Linked DNA regions of Mus musculus: all the other regions are linked to region 4. Evidence: chromatin contacts called from public Hi-C data. All regions are on one chromosome and are shown on one strand. The core of a region is the stretch at or near the end of the contact, and the rest is flanking DNA. Distances in the headings are between cores, read along the strand shown. Region 1 has its middle 31 kb from the start of Gm25727. Region 2 has its middle 51 kb from the start of Gm32237. Region 3 has its middle 12 kb from the start of Gm25727. Region 4 holds the start of Nbea (neurobeachin).

Region 1 (4,363 bases), core at 1,018-3,517, 290 kb before region 4:
TCACCTCAGCCTGCCTGGATTTGGCATGGGCTAAAATCACATGTGTGAAAAAACCCCTGGTCAATCTGGAGTTCTCCTGGGATTGCTATGAGAAGGTAATGCTGAGTGGTGGTCTTGGCAATCCTAGACAGCCAGCAGAGGGCAAGTGTCATACTGTACTATGGCTATACTTTCAGTATCACTCAATGCCATGAGTTGAATGTGTGTGTCCTCTCACAGTTATTATGCTGAAATCCTGTTAAATAGCTTTTGGAGATGATGCTATTGGGTAATGATGTGGGGGTCATAAGTATGGATATTTTAGCATGAGATAGCGTCCAATGATAAGGAAGAATTCATATTCCTTCTTTGTCAGTCTCTCTCTCTCTCTGCCTCTCTTTCTCTCTCTCTCCTTTCCTCCATTTGTTCCCTCCATCTCTGTTTTCCTTCTTGTCATCTTTTCTCCTCCTTCCATATCTCTCCCTCTTCCCTCTTCTCACCACCATGAGATGATATAAAAGCTCTTTTTAAATCAGGAGCAAGGGCCTTCACTACAGTTCAACCATTCTCATTCTGAGTTGATATTTCTCAGCCTCTAGAAGGATAAGAAATAAATTTCCACTGCTTATACTATCCATCTTATATTGTTTTTTTTTTTAATGACATTTTGGAATGGCCAAACATTTACCATTCTCCTGTGAACTGTCCTTCAGATACATGACTGCCATGGAGACCACCATTCACTTACTTGTCAGCTTAAGAGTTAGCCTTTGATCCAAGAAAGACTGGCATTTTGGGGATTAGAAAAAAGGCCTGACTGTCAAATTTCCCAGTAGGGTTAATAATGAGGGTCTCTCTACATTAATCCTTACAAGAAAAAAAGAGAGCCAAAATGATTTTATATTAACTCATTACTACCTTATCAATATGTGATGTCTGTCTGTCTTTACAAGGACAGCGACTTTGAGATGACTACTCTTGTTCTGTTTTGTTTCATTATCTATGTAGGAAAGCAACCTCTTCACCTCATCCCAGATGGATACTTGCTCTATTGCACAGAGTGAAGTGCTAACTTCATCTAGAATGGTAAAATGCCATTGAGACCTTTAAATGGAACCTTGGGAATTTTGTCCTTTGCCAATGTAATCCTAGAATCTTAAATAGTACAAGCCAGAGACATCACCAGTCAGTCAGCCAAAATGTCAGTACTGAGCATCTGCATGGACTTGGAACTTGAGTGTAGTACATCCCCATCATGAAGTCTAAAATGTAACTTATACTTGTAAAAGCGAGGAGGGGAGGAGAGAAAGGGGCTGGAGAGGAGGAGGAAAAAAATACAACAAATTCACTATGTCCCCAAAGAAAGGGGTAAAGAAAATGTTCCCAACAAATGGATGCATGACAAAATCTTAGGGGAGAAATAAGGCATCCTGCAGCCCTAGGATTAATGAACCTATCCTTACCAAGACTGCATTTGTGTGAATCAAGCGAATGCACAGCACAGGCACAACCCTAGTGCAGACCCCGAGCTTCTGATAGCCGTGTGCACATATCCAGTGGCTGCACACGCACGCTGATATAACAAGTGTAATGCAAGGACCATGGCTATTCTCAAGGATGATAAAGGCAAGGCATGTGAATACATGGCTTGTTAAACTTTATGTTGATCTAAAACTTTTCCAAAAATGTAAATTTTTAAATCTGAAAACAGGAAGCACTCCATTTCAGCAAATAGTTGACAGCCAACTAAAAGACTGAATATTCACGGGTGCTGTTTACTATTAAAAATGAATGAACGGAAACAAAATCCTCTGAGATTTTTTTTTTTCGTGCACCAGTTTTCATTCAGCTGTTTTCACTGTCACATGATGACATCTGAAAAGAGGCTGGACTGTCTGTTCTAGTCAGCAGTGGTTTAAACAAAGACCACCTTCTCTGAACTGCTGCTAGCACTTAGAGGAAATGCTCAGAGCCCCCTGCCTGTCTCATACCCCCCAACCCTAGAAGAACTACTCTCTCCAGCAAATTACTCTGGTGTGGATAAACTCAGTCCTTTCTGTGCAGACTGTGAAAGTCATTTGCTCTGCAGTGACACTTTTTACCTCCCTTGCAAAGGCCCCCATAATTCTTCTATCCCGACCTCAGCTTTTGAGGCTGGAGGTGCTATTTGCAGAATGAGGCTGGGGAAATGAGCCAATGTGAATTTCAGGCTTGCCAGAGCTTACAATCTTAATGTAAATCCAACAATTAGCAATGCCTCAGCTGTGAAAGCTGGAAAAGAGCCACACATCAGATGGTTAGAGAGGCTGGCTGGGGAAATCACTTCCATTTTCTTGTTGTTATCCTGTCTATCCCAGCTCAGCCCACAACCTTGAGAGAAGACCTGAGCCCTTGTCATAACTTCATTAAAGGAGCTCAATATTCATCCAAATAGAACTTCAAACCTAAGTAAGAAAAGAATGTGGAATAAGAAACAGGTAACATCAGCTTTTGAAACAGTCTAGACCAAGGTACATTGGAGGCCAAGGGAGTCCAATTACCCTGAGTTACTTCTAAGCACAGACTACCAGTGCTAATGTGTCCTTGTCAATTTGAAATACTTGGCAGATATCAGTAATGAGGCTTTTTTTTTCCTCTTGAGATACTTTAAGAAGACAGGAAACAGATACATTTCATACAGGCACCATGGGGTTTGTAAGTCCCTCCAGAACACTGGGATTTCTTTGTCTTACTTCCCCACCTGAATCTTCTAAAGAGAAGGAAAAAATGTAACTGTATATATGTGTGTGAATACTTTTGAAAATGTTATTAAAAAAATATCATGAGAGATAGTGATATGGCTCAGCCAGGAAGGATGCTTGCTACTTACAGTTGATAATCTGAGTTCAATCCCCAGGGCTTGGATAAAGTTAGGAGGGGAGAACAGACATCACAAAGTTATCCTTTGACGCCCCATGTGCATTCTATGTTATGTGCACACGCATACATTCACACACACACAAAGCAAACCAGTAACAACTAAACAATGATACGATGGGGAAAGACAGGTACTTGTAGAGACTCCATCCACTTACTTGACAGATTTACTTATGCCCCACCCCACCCCAAATCACCTCCCCTTATTTCCACTGTGGTTGTTATAGGTAATGTATGTTTTATAGATGATGTCATTTGTTTTCTCACTTTCACCAAAAACAATTCAGAAGAGGAAAGGTTTATTTGCCATAGTCCATCATCCAGGGAAGACAAGAAAGGAACTCAGAGCAGGGACTTGGAGACAAAAACTGAAGCAGAAACCATGAATGAACACTGCTTATGGCTTTCCTTAGCCAGGCTCACTCAGATACCTTTGCTTATGCAGTCCAGCCTAGGGATGGCACTGCCCACAGTGGACTGTGTGCCTGTATACCAATTAGCAATCCAAAAACTGACTTACAGGCCAATATGATGGAGGTGACATGTCTGTCTGTCTGTCTGTCTGTGTCGGTGTGTATACACGGTGGAGGATCCTTTCAAACTGAGGGTCCCTCTTTCCAAGTGAGTCAAGATGACAACCAAAATAAGCCATCACAAGGGATGTGTTCAAAACTAAGAATCAAGTTGCATTCTGAAATGTTAATGAAATAGACTCCACAACTGCTCTGGGAGAAAGACTTTCCACTTCCCTCAAACATCTCTCTACATGGCACATCTTCACATTCCTAAGGTATTCATGTCTCCTACTAAGCTCTAGCCTTCTGAATGTGCAGCAAACAAAATCAATATCTTTTGAATAAAAAAACTCTTTCGAGATTTCTCTGTCAAACATCATTCAGCTTCTGTCTTTGGAGTCCAAAGTGACCCCTGAGAAAGAATATGGGTTCAAGTGACCGCAAGATGCACAGTCAAGCTCTGTAGACTTCTGACAGTGAAGGGGAGACAGTCAGGATACTCTCTCTCAGTAGTGATTACCATGAGCCATTCTATCACCCAGAACTGTATCATCAAAATACGTCTGCCATAGTGCTGTGGCCTGAATGTTCTCACCCAAACTTCTGTTGAAATTTAGATTCTATTGCCAAAGAATTCCAGAAGGTGGAAACTTTAATCCAGCTGTGGTGTCTGGGAGGTGGGACTTTTGGAAAATATTTAAAGTTAATGAGACTGCAACCATAAGTTCTTAATCCAATCATCCTGCGGTTTTATATAAAGAAGTGAGAGCTGAGCTAGAATACTATCTAGATGGGGCTGGAGAGATGGCTCAGTGGTTAAGAGCACTGACTGCTCTTCCAGAGGTCCTGAGTTCAATTCCCAGCAACCACATGGTGGCTCATAACCATCAGTAATGGGATCCAGTGACCTCTTCTGGTGTGTCTGAAGAGAGCAGCAGTGTACTCACATACAC
Region 2 (4,049 bases), core at 282-2,781, 460 kb before region 4:
GGACTGAGCACAGGATCCTCAATGAAGGAGCTAGAGAAAGGACTCAAGGAGCTGAAGGGGTTTGCAGCCCCATAGGAGGAACAACAATATGAACCAACCAGTACACCCAGAGCTCCCAGGGACTAAACCACCAACCAAGGAATACACAAGGAGGGACTCATGGCTCCAGCTGCATATGTAGTAGAGGATGGCCTTGTAGGACATTAATGAGAGGAGAGGCCCTTGGTCTTGTGAAGGCTCGATGCCCCAGTATAGGAGAATCCCAGGACAGAGGAATGGGAGTGGGTGGTTTAGTGAGCAAGGGAAGGGGGGATGGGATAGAGGGGGATTTGGGAGGGGAAATGGGGAAAGGGAATAAAATTTGAAATGTAAATAAAGAAAATATCTAACAAAATCCTCAAAAGAAAGAGAGAGAGAGAGAGAGAGAGAGAGAGACAGGAAGGAAGGAAGGAAGGAGAGAGAGAGAGAGAGAGAGAGAGAGAGAGAGAGAGGAAGGAAGGAAGGAAGGAAGGAAGGAAGGAAGGAAGGAAGGAAGGAGAGAGAGAGAGAGTTCCAACCTCTCACACTGAGATAAGAGGAGCTAAGAGATGAGAGTTCTCAGGAGCCTGATGAGGAATTGCCATGACAACAGTGAGACAGTGGAGGAAAACAGTGCTTAATGGTGGGCCTCCTGGCTGATCCGACCTTGTCGCTACCAGGCCTGTTTGAAAAAGAAAGTGCTTTTTGGTGTGCAATAAAAAGATGCTTAAACTGTATCTCTACTGATGCTGAACAGAGCTAAAATAAATCTTACAAAGTCATCCAGAAAAAAAAAAAAAGATTTGGCATTAACCTTCAACAAATAGTATTGGGCTGCATGTGAGTACTGAGAACACTCAAAAAGAAGAGGAAGAGGTGAAGGCAGAGAAAGGAGAGAGTGAAATAAAGACCAATAAAGAATCATCTCCAAAAAATTCTGAGAACAAGATTAAATATTACTTGTTCCATGTATTTCAACATATTTAATTCAACAAAGATTATGGAGTAGCTGCTTTGTACAGGGCTGTATTTTGAGGTGTATATACACAGTTGTGGTCCACTCAATGCTAAGGACAATGTTTTCTACTTGATGGGAATTCAGACACTCTCTTCTTTTTGGAGTCTATAAGAAAGCACAGTGTTAGTAAGTAAAAATGGGAATGGGTGGGTAGGGAAGTGGGGGGGAGGGTATGGGGGACTTTTGGGATAGCATTGGAAATGTAATTGAGGAAAATATATAATAAAAATTATTTAAAAAATATTGTCTTTTCATTGAGATGTTTTCTAACTTGATGTGGAGCAAAATCATACTTACGTTTGTAGGCTCAACTGTGGGAGCCCCAGTGAGTTTGAGGTAACTATAATGTGAATAATTGGTCTGTGGAAAGTTTGCTTCTCTACAATGATGTCAAATCATCTGTGGCTCATTCCGGGCCTGAAGATGGATCTGGAGAAGGGGGCGTGCCCTTCTGAGGTAGCCCTTTGGCCAGCCTCTCTAAAGCACAGATGGTGCCTTCTGTGCTGTCACATTCTATGGTAATTACTGGTTCTGTTGTTGCTGGCTTTATGCACTCACTCTGTCTAGACTTCAATTTCTGGAGCCTTTAGTGACTCATTTTTCAACAAAATGCAAGTCACTTCACTTTGCTTTGTTTTAAGCTCTATATAACCTAATATTTAATGTGCTCTGAGTAATGTTATGTGTACCTTATCAAAAAAAGCAGTCTACAGACATCCAAGAATATCAGACCATAATCTCATATTACCCTTTCTTATTGAAATCTCAATTTTGTAAAAACTCATATCCCAGACTATTCAGCAACGTTAACTGGGGTAACGTCAACAATGTTCTTTGTCTTCTATTTGGTTGGCAATAACTCAATATGAATAACATAATTTCATATTTGTTTGAGTTTTGAGTTGTTCAATTTGGCAGCTGTCTATTCCCTCAAACCTAATGCTTTAACCTAAAAAGGCTTGTGGTCAAATTGTAAAGTCTGGGTGTTTGGGGCAGAGTAAGGTGCTAGCCAGTGCAAAGTCGTGGAAACTCTATCCAGTAGCAGCTGACTCTAACTGTGTAAGCACATCATGGATGGATGTAAACCAGGGTATGCAAGAAGAGGGTTGGGTTGCTCTAGGACTCATGGGACAAGGGTTGGTCCTTATTGCTGCCAGCAGATGGTCAATTCTAACTAGAATTTAGAGGCATGGAGTCATGTGGAATAATTTAATCACTGGTTTTCTCATGGCATATCTCTATGCTTGTATTGTGTTCTCATGAGAATAACCTTTACCCTTATGGTGGGACAATGTTCTCAGACAAGCAAGGTAGAACATCGGAAACCATTTGCTTGGGTCATTCAGAAATTTGACCTTTCTTCAAGACCTTCTTTCTACTAATTCTAAAGATTTGAAACAGGCATGCCTTTATTTCCACATACTTCTATATTATATGTCACTCTCTCAGGAGTATTCCCTTTTATTTAACATCTTCATTTTTTAAATTGACTTACTAATCTCTTTATTTTATCATCCATCCTTTTAATAAAAGTTTGTTAAGAGTTTATGTCAACATTCACTCTTGAGCCAAATAGAGAGTTTTAACTAAAACAAGATTCTTGTTTCAGAGATTTTATGGACTTGGCACTAATAATTCAAACTGTTGTCTAGTGCTAGAAACCCCACACTATTTCTTCCTTTAGTCATATGATGGAGGCATGATTATTGCAACTTTATAGCATGTGAACAACTCTCTTTGTTCTGTTGGCTTTAAAATCTCATATCTCAATTACCTTTATTTTTACAAGGTCTGTTTAATATTCCCTGCTAACACATAACTACTACTTAGTCACCACTCATGATTACTTTTGTCACATGGGGGAATATCTGGGTTATTATGGCTATCCATTTTCCCTTAATTATAGTTTCAACAATCAGGGCAACCTTAGTTTTTAAGCAAAACACTGAATAATTCCACAAAGAACTCACACTTCTGATGTGAAACCACAGTTAAAGAGAACTCTAAGCAAATTTACTCTATTTTCCTGACAAACAGGCCAGGGGAAAGAAAGCTTTTAAATTTATTAGAGATGACTTATTTGAGGAACTTGCATCTCCTCTCTGGTCCCTACTGAACATTCCACCCATAAAGGCAATTTGGATCAAGAAGGAAAAGGAAATCTTGAATTGACAGTGCCCTCCACACCACCATAATGCAGATGAGTTCATAAGGAGGCTGTTAACTGTATCAGTGCTTTGCAACGTGAAATCTGGGGTTGTTTTCTGCAAATGCTAGCTCCCATTCCCTTTTAATTTCCCTCCTTGCTCCATCTTGCTTTGGCTCCAGTAAGTGTTGGAAGATTGCCAACACTATTCTCTTATGATAAAGTGACAGACTTTAGAATTATTGCTTGATTTAAGGAGCCCTGGTTTAGAATATATATATATCCTCACTGACTACCAGTTCAAGACATAGAAATCTCTGAAGCTACCACACGAGTTGAACAGTTGGACACCCATGTTGCAAACTTCTTGAGTGGTGTATGTGCCTGTGTGTGTGTGTATATGTATGTGTATATGTATGAATGCATGTTTTGCAAATCAGCTTATCTTCAAGATTGTGTCTGTTCTACGTTCTCCAAAGAAAATGCCCTAGTAAACATTTTGTGCTCTTAAATTACTATTCCTCACTAAGCTGAATGTCCTTAGGCTAATAAATTAACCTCTGTGAGTGTGTACCTTCCACTTATTTTAGAGTCTCTGTTAAAGATGAAGGCTGTGATGTAGGAACTCATTTGTATTTTTAACTATTCTTTTGTTGTTGTTGTTGTTGTTGTTGTTGTTGTTGTTGTTATCATGATTACCTTGTATGATAGTTAGATTCTTGTCAACTTGACACTACATAGTGTCATTTGTGAAGAGGGGACCTCTTTGAGAAAATGCTCCCATTAGTTGTTCTGTGGGTCATTTTCTTTATGTATGATAGATCCAGATAGGCCCAGTTTTTTGTTCATGGAATCTTCCCTGGGGAG
Region 3 (4,287 bases), core at 828-3,327, 270 kb before region 4:
TAGAACTTGAATTTCTTCCCAAGATTCACAGTCAGCTGGCATCTCTTCAGGCTTAACAGAGTTAAAAAAACTTCCTGTTCTTTTTTTTTTTTCTGTTGCTTTTTTTTTTCTTTTCTTTTACTTTTTAAATATTCTTTAATCCTTTTTTATACTACAGTCTTCATCCCTCTTTCAGTTTGGCCCCTTCCCCTGTCAGCCCCCAACTGTTCCCCATCCCATATTTCCTCCCCCACCCCCACCATCTCCAAGAGGATGTTCCCACCCCACCCCCACCTCTTCAGACCTCCCCACTTCCTGGGGCCTCAAGTCTTTCAAGGGTTAGGTGCATTTTCTCCCACTGTGGCCAGACCAAGCAGTCCTCTGCTGTATATGTGTTGGGGGCCTCATACATTAGCTGGTGTATGCTGCCTGGTTGGTGGCTCAGTGTCTGAGAGATCTCTGAGGTCCAGGTCAGTTGAGATTGCTAGTCCCATGGGGTTGCCCTCCTCATCTTGTTCCAGCTTTTCCCCAATTCAACCACAGGAGTCCCCAGCTTCTCTCCATTGGTTGGGTGCTGGTATTTGCATCTGACTCTTTCAGCTGCTTGTTGGGCCTCTTGGAGGGCAGCCATGCTAGGCTCCTGTCTGCAAGCATACCACAGCATCAGTAACAGCGTCAGGCCCCAGGGCCTCTCCTTGAGCTGGATCCCAATTTGGGCCTGTCATTGGACCTCCTTTCTCTCATGCTCTTCTCCATTTGTGTCCCTGTAGTTCCTTCAGGCAAGAACAATTCTGGGTCAGAGCTTTTGACTGTGGGATGGCAACCCTCATCCATCCACTTGATGTCCTGTCCTTCCATTGGAGATGGACTCTGCAAGTTCCCCCTCCCCACTGTAGAGCACTTCATCCAAGGTCTCTCTTTCTCCCTTTGAGTCCTGAGAGTCTTTCACCTCCCAAGTCTCTGGTACATTCTAGAAGGTCCCCCCAACTCCTACCTCCTGAGGTTGCCTGTTTCAATTCTTTCTGCTGGTTCTCAGGGCTTCAGTCCTGTTTTCAATACCTGATCATGTCCCCCCCCCCCCCCCCGTCCCTTCTCCCACCCAAGTCCTTCTCTCCCTCTGCCCCTCACCCCCGGCCCCCCGTGATTGCTTTCTTAGAGGACTAATCCCCTGATTAGCTGATAACTCAACTCAAGATTCACTCCAAAAGAAATCCTGAGAATGGCTACCAAACAACTGCCATCATAAACATAGTTAAACATGTGTGGGAGTGGGCAATTAAACTGGCTACAAATATGGAATACTTAAGTGGTGTCCTTCCTCTTTGTGCTCCCTTCTGCATTCTAAACCTCACAGAGAGCAAAGCAGCCACACACAAGATTTAGTTCAAAAATCATTGCCTGGCTTTACAGCAGTGTCACCATGGTAATGATATACAGTGAATTGAAGGCCAATCCAGCCTCAGGTATCTGGTTCTTAGTCTAAAGGAATGGCATTAATTCTGATTCCCAGGGGGCCAGAGGAGCGTCTGCTCGACAGTGACTCAGAAGCCACTTTTTGTACCTGAGAATTTTCAGAATTCCAAATAAGCCTCAGAAAATGGCTGCAGGAGGCAATGCAATGATCTAGACTCATCCTCCGTGGTGAATTTCCTCACTAGGATTTGGGCTGGCCTAGAAAAGGGACATCAACACAGCATTCAGATAGACTTGTTTCCAATCTAAAAATCACATATGGAAGGTCACCTAATGTGGTCTTGAGGGCACACCCTCCTTCCTTTCTGCTCCCTCCTGCTGTCTTTCTTGGAAGCAGGACAGGCCTTAAGGGCTGTCTCTGGAGCCCTTGCATGTCCCTTCTGTGCCCTCTTCTCACCTTGATTATATTCTGTTCTCATTCTCCTGGGGTCCCATCACATAAATACATGCTTATCTGTTCCCGAAGGAATGAGGTTGGCACTTTGAGGAAACAGCTTAGGCAGTGAGCCGAAAGAAGAACACATTAAGTTCTTTTTCATTTCATGACAGTAAAGCTTTGTATCTGTGCAGAGGTTTCTGGCAAGTGAAACTACCCAACACAAGCTAACATAAGCAGAAGAGATTTAATCAAAGCACACAACCGAGCTCACAGGGCCAGGAAGATCAGAAAACCAGGCCTGGAGTAAGCACAAAGGGAAAAGGAGTCCCCTTCTTAACTATGAAGGATCTATCATGAAAATAGCAGCAAAGAGCAAAAAGAAAAAAATCTCTAGGTCCACGGTACCTCAACCTCCAGATCCTTGCCAGGCCAGTGAATGCAGACCTGACTCATGATGCTTCTGCCTCTATCATGACTGCAAACAATAGTGGCACTGATATCCACAAGCCGTGTTCAAAGGAAAAGACAAGAGTCTTCCCATATGCATCCAAGTACACACAGGAAGGTCATTCCATGGAGAAATCTGCACAAAGCTAAAATAGAATGTGTAATCATTTGGGTATGGAATGGACTCCACAGATCCCCCTGGTCAAGGCGTAGCCCAGTGGTACTATTTTGGAAGATTCGGGGCAGGCTTAGATGGAGGAAGTAGTGTGTCTTTAAGGGTTACCCAATCTCTTCTGCATTTCTTGTTTCTTGTCCATTTTCAGAGTAGATTCTTCCTGCACATGTTCCTGCCTCCGTAATATCCTACCATTCCATGGAACCAAAAACAGTAGCTCTTGGTTTTGTTTATTATCAGATATTTGGTCACAGAAACACAACCCAACAAGACAGAATGACAAACACCAACTTGAAATTGTCAAAGGCAAAGCAGTTCAAGACAAAATTAACAATGGCCATTTGTTCACAAATGCATAGCAAGGAGGTACCCTGTCCACTTTCAGTTTAGTTTCAATAGGGTGTTCAAGTCTGTTAGGAAGTTTATGGAAAGAAGTACTGTGTAGGAAGCTTTGAATGGGGAGATTCCTGGAAATAGACATTGTCACTGGCATTAAAATAGATATGTTAATTCTTTATAGGCTATAAGGGGACAAGCTAGCAGTTTGGGGACATTTCAAATGAGAAGGGGTCTTTTTCTATGTCAGGACAGAGTAACTTCTGCACCAATCATTTTTGTAGGACAAGATGGGATCAAGAACGGGTTTTAATAGAAATGGTTCTTAGGTCAAGCTGTCAGGACAGAGTTTCTGGATGTCTAAGAGAGATGGGCAGGAAAATGAAAGTATCGGTTGGCATAGATAAAAAGCCAGAGAGGGCAGGCGTAGGGGCACTGACAAGTTTTTCTGGTAATATTCAGCCACCTCAGCTGGATTTCCCCAGTTCAGTCGACGAAACAACGGCTTCCCATGCACCTCCTTAATCCTTCATGCTCTGCCTGACTGTGGGCATGCTGAGGTATTGTGCCATGCATAATTTGTGATTATGGGCCAGCTGCCTTTTCCCAGTTACCCTCCATGCAATCACATGGAACTGTAGGGGATGCGAGTCAGAATGCTACCTAAAACCTCTTCAGACATCAGGGGGCTGCCATTAAAAAGGGATAAAGATGTTGGGTGCTCCCTGACAAAGGTTCTATAATACAAAATTACATAATCATTCTCAAAACTGCCCAAGAGATGCTCAAAGGCTTTTGCATTAATAAATATTCTCTCTATCATCCCTTCCTCAAATTTATATGCCAGAGTTGAGGACCAAAAGTGAAATAAACAGGAAGAGATAGAAGTTAAGGGTGTTAAATTATAACTAGAAAAAAAAAAACATTTCTACCCAGCCTAGTGTAAGATTTACATAAATATGTGTACTCAAGTTCTGCTTAGCTTGCAGTAAGATACAGCATTATCTCAATCACCCATTAGATTTGTCCTATACTCCTTATAAATTGGCCCAGTCAACTTTCTCATGCCTTATTAACCTGGAATACTAAGCACTAATCCCTTTGATAAAATACCTTCTTCATACATAACAAAGAGGGGGAGGGGGAATGGAACAAAGGCAATTTCATTTTTCCACATGTTTTAGTTAAAACTCAAACTTCTACAATGACTATCTTAACCAAAGACTCTTCACATTGAGACTTTTAAATAAACATCAAATATCACAATCTATAAGCCACTCACAGCTTTGAGAAAAGGGCTGAGAAGGCCCCCTTTTCCTAGTTACCTAGTTATAAATCCAGCGAGATGCAATTTGTAACTTGAACAGCTTGTGTGTGTTCTCTGATATTTCCAAAGGTAGAAGAGGGACGATATTACATTTTCTTTTAAAACAAACTTCCTTTCTTCTACAGAAAAAGTTAGTTTGAGCAAAGCAGCTTTCCATCTTGTTTATTAAAT
Region 4 (3,871 bases), core at 209-2,708:
CTGAGCCAGGCACAGAAATTGTTGGTAGTTCTAAAAGTCACAGTTCTTTTTATTGTTTTTGTTTTCTAATACAGGGTTTCTCTGTGTAGCCCTGGTTGTCCTGGAACTAAAATCTGTAGACAGGGCTGTCCTGGAATTTAAAGATCTGCTTGCCTCTACCTCCCTAGTGCTGGGGTTAAAGGCTTGCTCCACAACCATCTAGTATCACTGGAATTCTTAATTGCCAAACTCTGAAGTCTTAAGGCTCTGCAAATTCCTCAAGCAGTTTTAATGATGTAAGCATGTTATAATTCCATTACTATTTTGTTTAAATAGACATACCAATTTACCACTTTTTTCAGGTACTTTTGTGCAACTACTTTAAAAAATTAATCAATTCAGTGGGAGTTTGTACCACTAATAAACATATAACCAAGAACTAATTGAAAATACAGGTATTAAGAAAGTTTGCCCTATGGTACTTTTGAAATGTTTATAAGATCCTGTATCATGGGAGTTACCAGTCAAAGAAGATGAATAGTAATAAATTATGCATTATGATTCATTTGTATACTGACCATTTCTTTGTTTGGGATGACAATTTAAATGATTTGAATACACCTTAGGATTTCTAATGTTTCTGGTGACTGGCAATATGTCTTTATCGAAAAGGGCTGACCACTTGAAATATTAAAGAAACTATATCCTTGATGTCAAGGAAGAAACCACCAGTCATACTTACGTGGTTTTAACTCAGTGCCATCAGAGATATTGCCATGTGCGTGTTATAATGTTTTCAATTGAAATTTTCTCACGGACTAAGGCTGGTCGTGAGGACCTCCAATGTATTTTGATAATTCATACAATTCTTGTGAACCTCATACGCCTATGGAAAAGGGAGATCACCCACCCACTGGCATCATACCTGAGGATCTTTGGGGATTTCTAGCAGGGGATTTGCTGCACCTACCCAACCACCTCATGAGGGTAGTCAGGGAGGCGAGTTCAAGAACTAGCTTGGCAGAGAGGCTCCCGGTTTGACAGCATCTATTTTAAGCCGCGCCCGTGTGAGCAGGTGTCAGCCTCTCCACGGGCTGTGGCAAGAGCCCGGCGACATTGGGCCTGTCTCCAGACCCCCGCAGCGAGGTGGGGCCGCGGACCCAAGGTGGACCAGGAGGAGGCAAAGGCGGCCGGGAGCAGGTGGCCCTCCACTCACCGCACGTGGCCCGCACGGCGAGGCCGAGGGGGAAGGAGAGCGGACGGGCGAGCCCTGTCCTTCCCCTCGCGACTCCTCCCCGCGCACCTGCTCACCTGTCGGCCCGGTCCCAGCGCGTGGGGGAGGGACGAGGGGTGAGGGATGCGGAGGAGGAGCGCCGGGAGAAAGAGGGGGTGCAGCGAGGACTCCGCCCCCCCCAAGCTGCGCGCAGGCGCAGTGGCCGCTACCGCAGGCAGGGGGCGGCAACATGGCGGAGTGAGCGGCGGCGTCGGGGCTTCACAACAACAGCGGCGCCGGTGGCAGCGGCCCGAGCTTTGGCCCCCGGCGGAGGGCGGAGGGCCGTGCGAGACGAGGCGGCATCCTCGCGGGGGGCCGGGCCGGCGGTAGCGAGCCGGGGAGATCGGTGCAGAGAGCGCCGAGGCGATCTGCGAGGAGCTCCGTGAGGCGAGCGCTGAGGCGGACCGTGAGCTCGCTGGGGAGACAGCTGCGGCAAGCCCGGGAGGAGACCTCGGAAGCGACCCTTGAGGCTGTCCCCGGAGGCGGTCGGCGAGGCGCCGCGCACGGCTGCCGGGCCCGGCTGAGGCGCGGACGGGAGCGGGCCCGGCGCCGCGGCGCTGGTGGATGCTGGGGCTGCGAGGCGCCGGCCGGGGGGCGGGGGCCGCGGCGGGGATAACGGAACCGGCGGAGGCGGCGCGGCGGCGCTGCACAGCTCCTCAGCAGCGGGGCGGATGGCGAGCGACAAGCCGGGCCCGGGGCTCGAGCCGCAGCCCGTCGCGCTCCTGGCCGTCGGGGCCGGCGGCGGTGCAGGCGGCGGAGGCGCCATGGGGGAGCCTCGGGGGGCGGCCGGCTCCGGCCCGGTGGTGCTGCCGGCGGGCATGATCAACCCTTCGGTGCCGATCCGCAACATCCGTATGAAATTCGCCGTTCTGATCGGACTCATACAGGTCGGCGAGGTCAGCAACAGGGACATCGTGGAGACCGTGCTCAACCTGGTAAGCGCCCCCCCTCCCAACCCCGGGCGTCCGCGCCCTGCCTCCCCGCGTCCCTCAGCCTCCTGTCCGTCCGCCCGCCCGCCCGCCCGCGCGCAGCCACGGCCGCGCCACCTCCCTCCTGTCACCCGCGCGGTGCCCAACTCAACCCGGCACTTCCGACGAGTGGTCGGTCCTTAGGGCCTGGGCCGTGAGTGGAGGTGTGAAGCGGCCCTCAGGTCCTTTGGGAGTTTCTTCTCCCCATCTCTTAATTGTCCGTGTTGTGGCTCTGAGAGGGTGACAGCCCGGCCCCTAGAGCCCGAGTCCCCCCAAGCGCCCCAGCCCCCACCCCCTCCCGTGCTCCTGAAATGGGAGAAGCGCACTGGTTCCAACTTGAGCAGCTGGGGTGCTGGGTTTTCCAGGGAGGACGACGAATGATGCAGATTTTGCATCTGTCTTTAAATACATTCCGTGGCAGTGATGGAGCGTGTTGTGCCTGTACTCACCCCTACCTCCATCTCTAGGCAATCTTCACCTCTTTGTAGTATCTCTCCAGATATGCTGATCTCTTACCTTTACGGGTGTGGGGCGCAGAAGGTGTTAAAATGTAAGGGGGGCACCGGATCTTACAGGTTGGTTTCTATGGTTGCGGTGGCTTGAGGATAAAGACCAGAAGAAAGATTTGAAAGGCAGCCTAGGTTTTGGCTCCTTTCATGGTAAGAGAGTTACTGCAGAAGTGTGTATGACTTAATGTTCTGCGCTAGCTACAGAGAACCTAAACAATGTTGAAGATGACTTGGTCCAGCAGAAGGAGAGGAAGAGCCAAAATAGAGCATAATTGAGGCTAGGTCATGGCTTTTGCGCTTTGCAAATGCATTTCTTTTGTTTTTGGTTTTGCCTTTCTTCAGCAAAGCTTCTTAAAAACCCGGCTTCCTCTGCATTGTCTAGCCTTTGACATTCAGTAAGGCTGGGTTTGGGAAGGCAAGGTGTGAGTCAGTAACAGTCAGTTGACCATTGTATTTGGTGTGAAGTCGCAGGAATATAAAGAAAAATGCTTGCTGGGGATTTTTATAACACTCATGAGGTCTGACTTTTCAGAGAAGCAATTATTTCTGTTTGGTGCCTTTGGAAAATTGAAAGAAAACTGCTGCTGTGGCAGTGGTACCCTGAGACGTGGATTAGATAACTCTGTTGTTTTTGCACCTTTGAAATTCGTGGAAAAGTTGGAGTACTTTTTGTCTTCTTTTTGCTAGTGTGTCAACTCAAAGCTAGGTCACCTGCCATTGCTTCTCTGTATGTATTGCAGCTTGAATGCAAAACTCCGTCAAATAAGTCACCACAAAAATCAGTGTAAGTTTGTGAGATTGTCATCCTATAGGTGTAACCAGTTCTTTTCAAAACACTAATGGGATTTTCTGGGGGCGGGGGTGGTGGTGGCAGCGGTGAGAGGTAGTTTTACCTTGCTTCTTAAAGATAATTATTTTTATTGCTTCTTCTTCTTCTTCTTTTTTTTTTTTTATAGAAGAAAAGCTGGGCCATCTCAAGGAACAATATTAACATATTAGCTGCTACTCAATTTATGTATATTTAAAGAACACACACATTTTGAGTGTTTCCGTTTTTCTGAGGCCAATAGGATTTGTTACTTTAGATGCTGTGGTAACGGCATTTCTGTGCTTACTTGTATGCACAATGTAGCCTGATATGA

Evidence for each region. Hi-C and Micro-C count contacts between places; a contact is called where the count stands out from the background.
Region 1: a Hi-C map of cortical neurons shows a contact between it and region 4. The contact joins the enhancer-like site here to the promoter of Nbea in region 4. A contact is called at or near these places in 3 of 39 promoter capture datasets (frontonasal cranial neural crest, hippocampal neurons and second pharyngeal arch cranial neural crest), 2 of 484 Hi-C or Micro-C datasets (cerebellum and cortical neurons) and 4 of 115 datasets of contacts at active chromatin or transcription factors (astrocytes, craniofacial prominence, embryonic forebrain and 1 more).
Region 2: a Hi-C map of cerebellum shows a contact between it and region 4, with 2.3 times the contacts expected there. The contact joins the enhancer-like site here to the promoter of Nbea in region 4. A contact is called at or near these places in 3 of 39 promoter capture datasets (the 3T3-L1 cell line, the SN4741 cell line and hippocampal neurons), 3 of 484 Hi-C or Micro-C datasets (cerebellum and cortical neurons) and 3 of 115 datasets of contacts at active chromatin or transcription factors (embryonic forebrain, embryonic midbrain and forebrain).
Region 3: a Hi-C map of cortical neurons shows a contact between it and region 4, with 1.7 times the contacts expected there. The contact joins the enhancer-like site here to the promoter of Nbea in region 4. A contact is called at or near these places in 5 of 39 promoter capture datasets (the SN4741 cell line, embryonic stem cells, frontonasal cranial neural crest and 2 more), 3 of 484 Hi-C or Micro-C datasets (cerebral cortex, cortical neurons and mammary gland) and 5 of 115 datasets of contacts at active chromatin or transcription factors (VIP interneurons, craniofacial prominence, embryonic forebrain and 2 more).

The regions. Positions count from the first base shown.
Region 1 is chr3:56,473,910-56,478,272 of GRCm38.p6, reverse strand. No RefSeq gene overlaps it. Among named protein-coding and RNA genes, the nearest start is that of Gm25727, 31 kb to the right of the region's middle. Within about 2 kb of position 2,267, at least 25 of the 459 cell types and tissues checked have an H3K27ac peak or open chromatin away from gene starts, as enhancers often do. A contact at or near this core is called in cerebellum, cortical neurons and neural progenitor cells, where this site is marked.
Region 2 is chr3:56,644,988-56,649,036 of GRCm38.p6, reverse strand. No RefSeq gene overlaps it. Among named protein-coding and RNA genes, the nearest start is that of Gm32237, 51 kb to the left of the region's middle. Within about 2 kb of position 1,531, at least 7 of the 459 cell types and tissues checked have an H3K27ac peak or open chromatin away from gene starts, as enhancers often do. A contact at or near this core is called in cerebellum, where this site is marked.
Region 3 is chr3:56,455,576-56,459,862 of GRCm38.p6, reverse strand. No RefSeq gene overlaps it. Among named protein-coding and RNA genes, the nearest start is that of Gm25727, 12 kb to the right of the region's middle. Within about 2 kb of position 2,077, at least 10 of the 459 cell types and tissues checked have an H3K27ac peak or open chromatin away from gene starts, as enhancers often do. A contact at or near this core is called in cortical neurons, where this site is marked.
Region 4 is chr3:56,181,288-56,185,158 of GRCm38.p6, reverse strand. Nbea (neurobeachin) reads left to right here and starts at 1,458. Exons shown (of 58, transcript NM_030595.1): 1 at 1,458-2,187. The coding sequence starts at 1,924.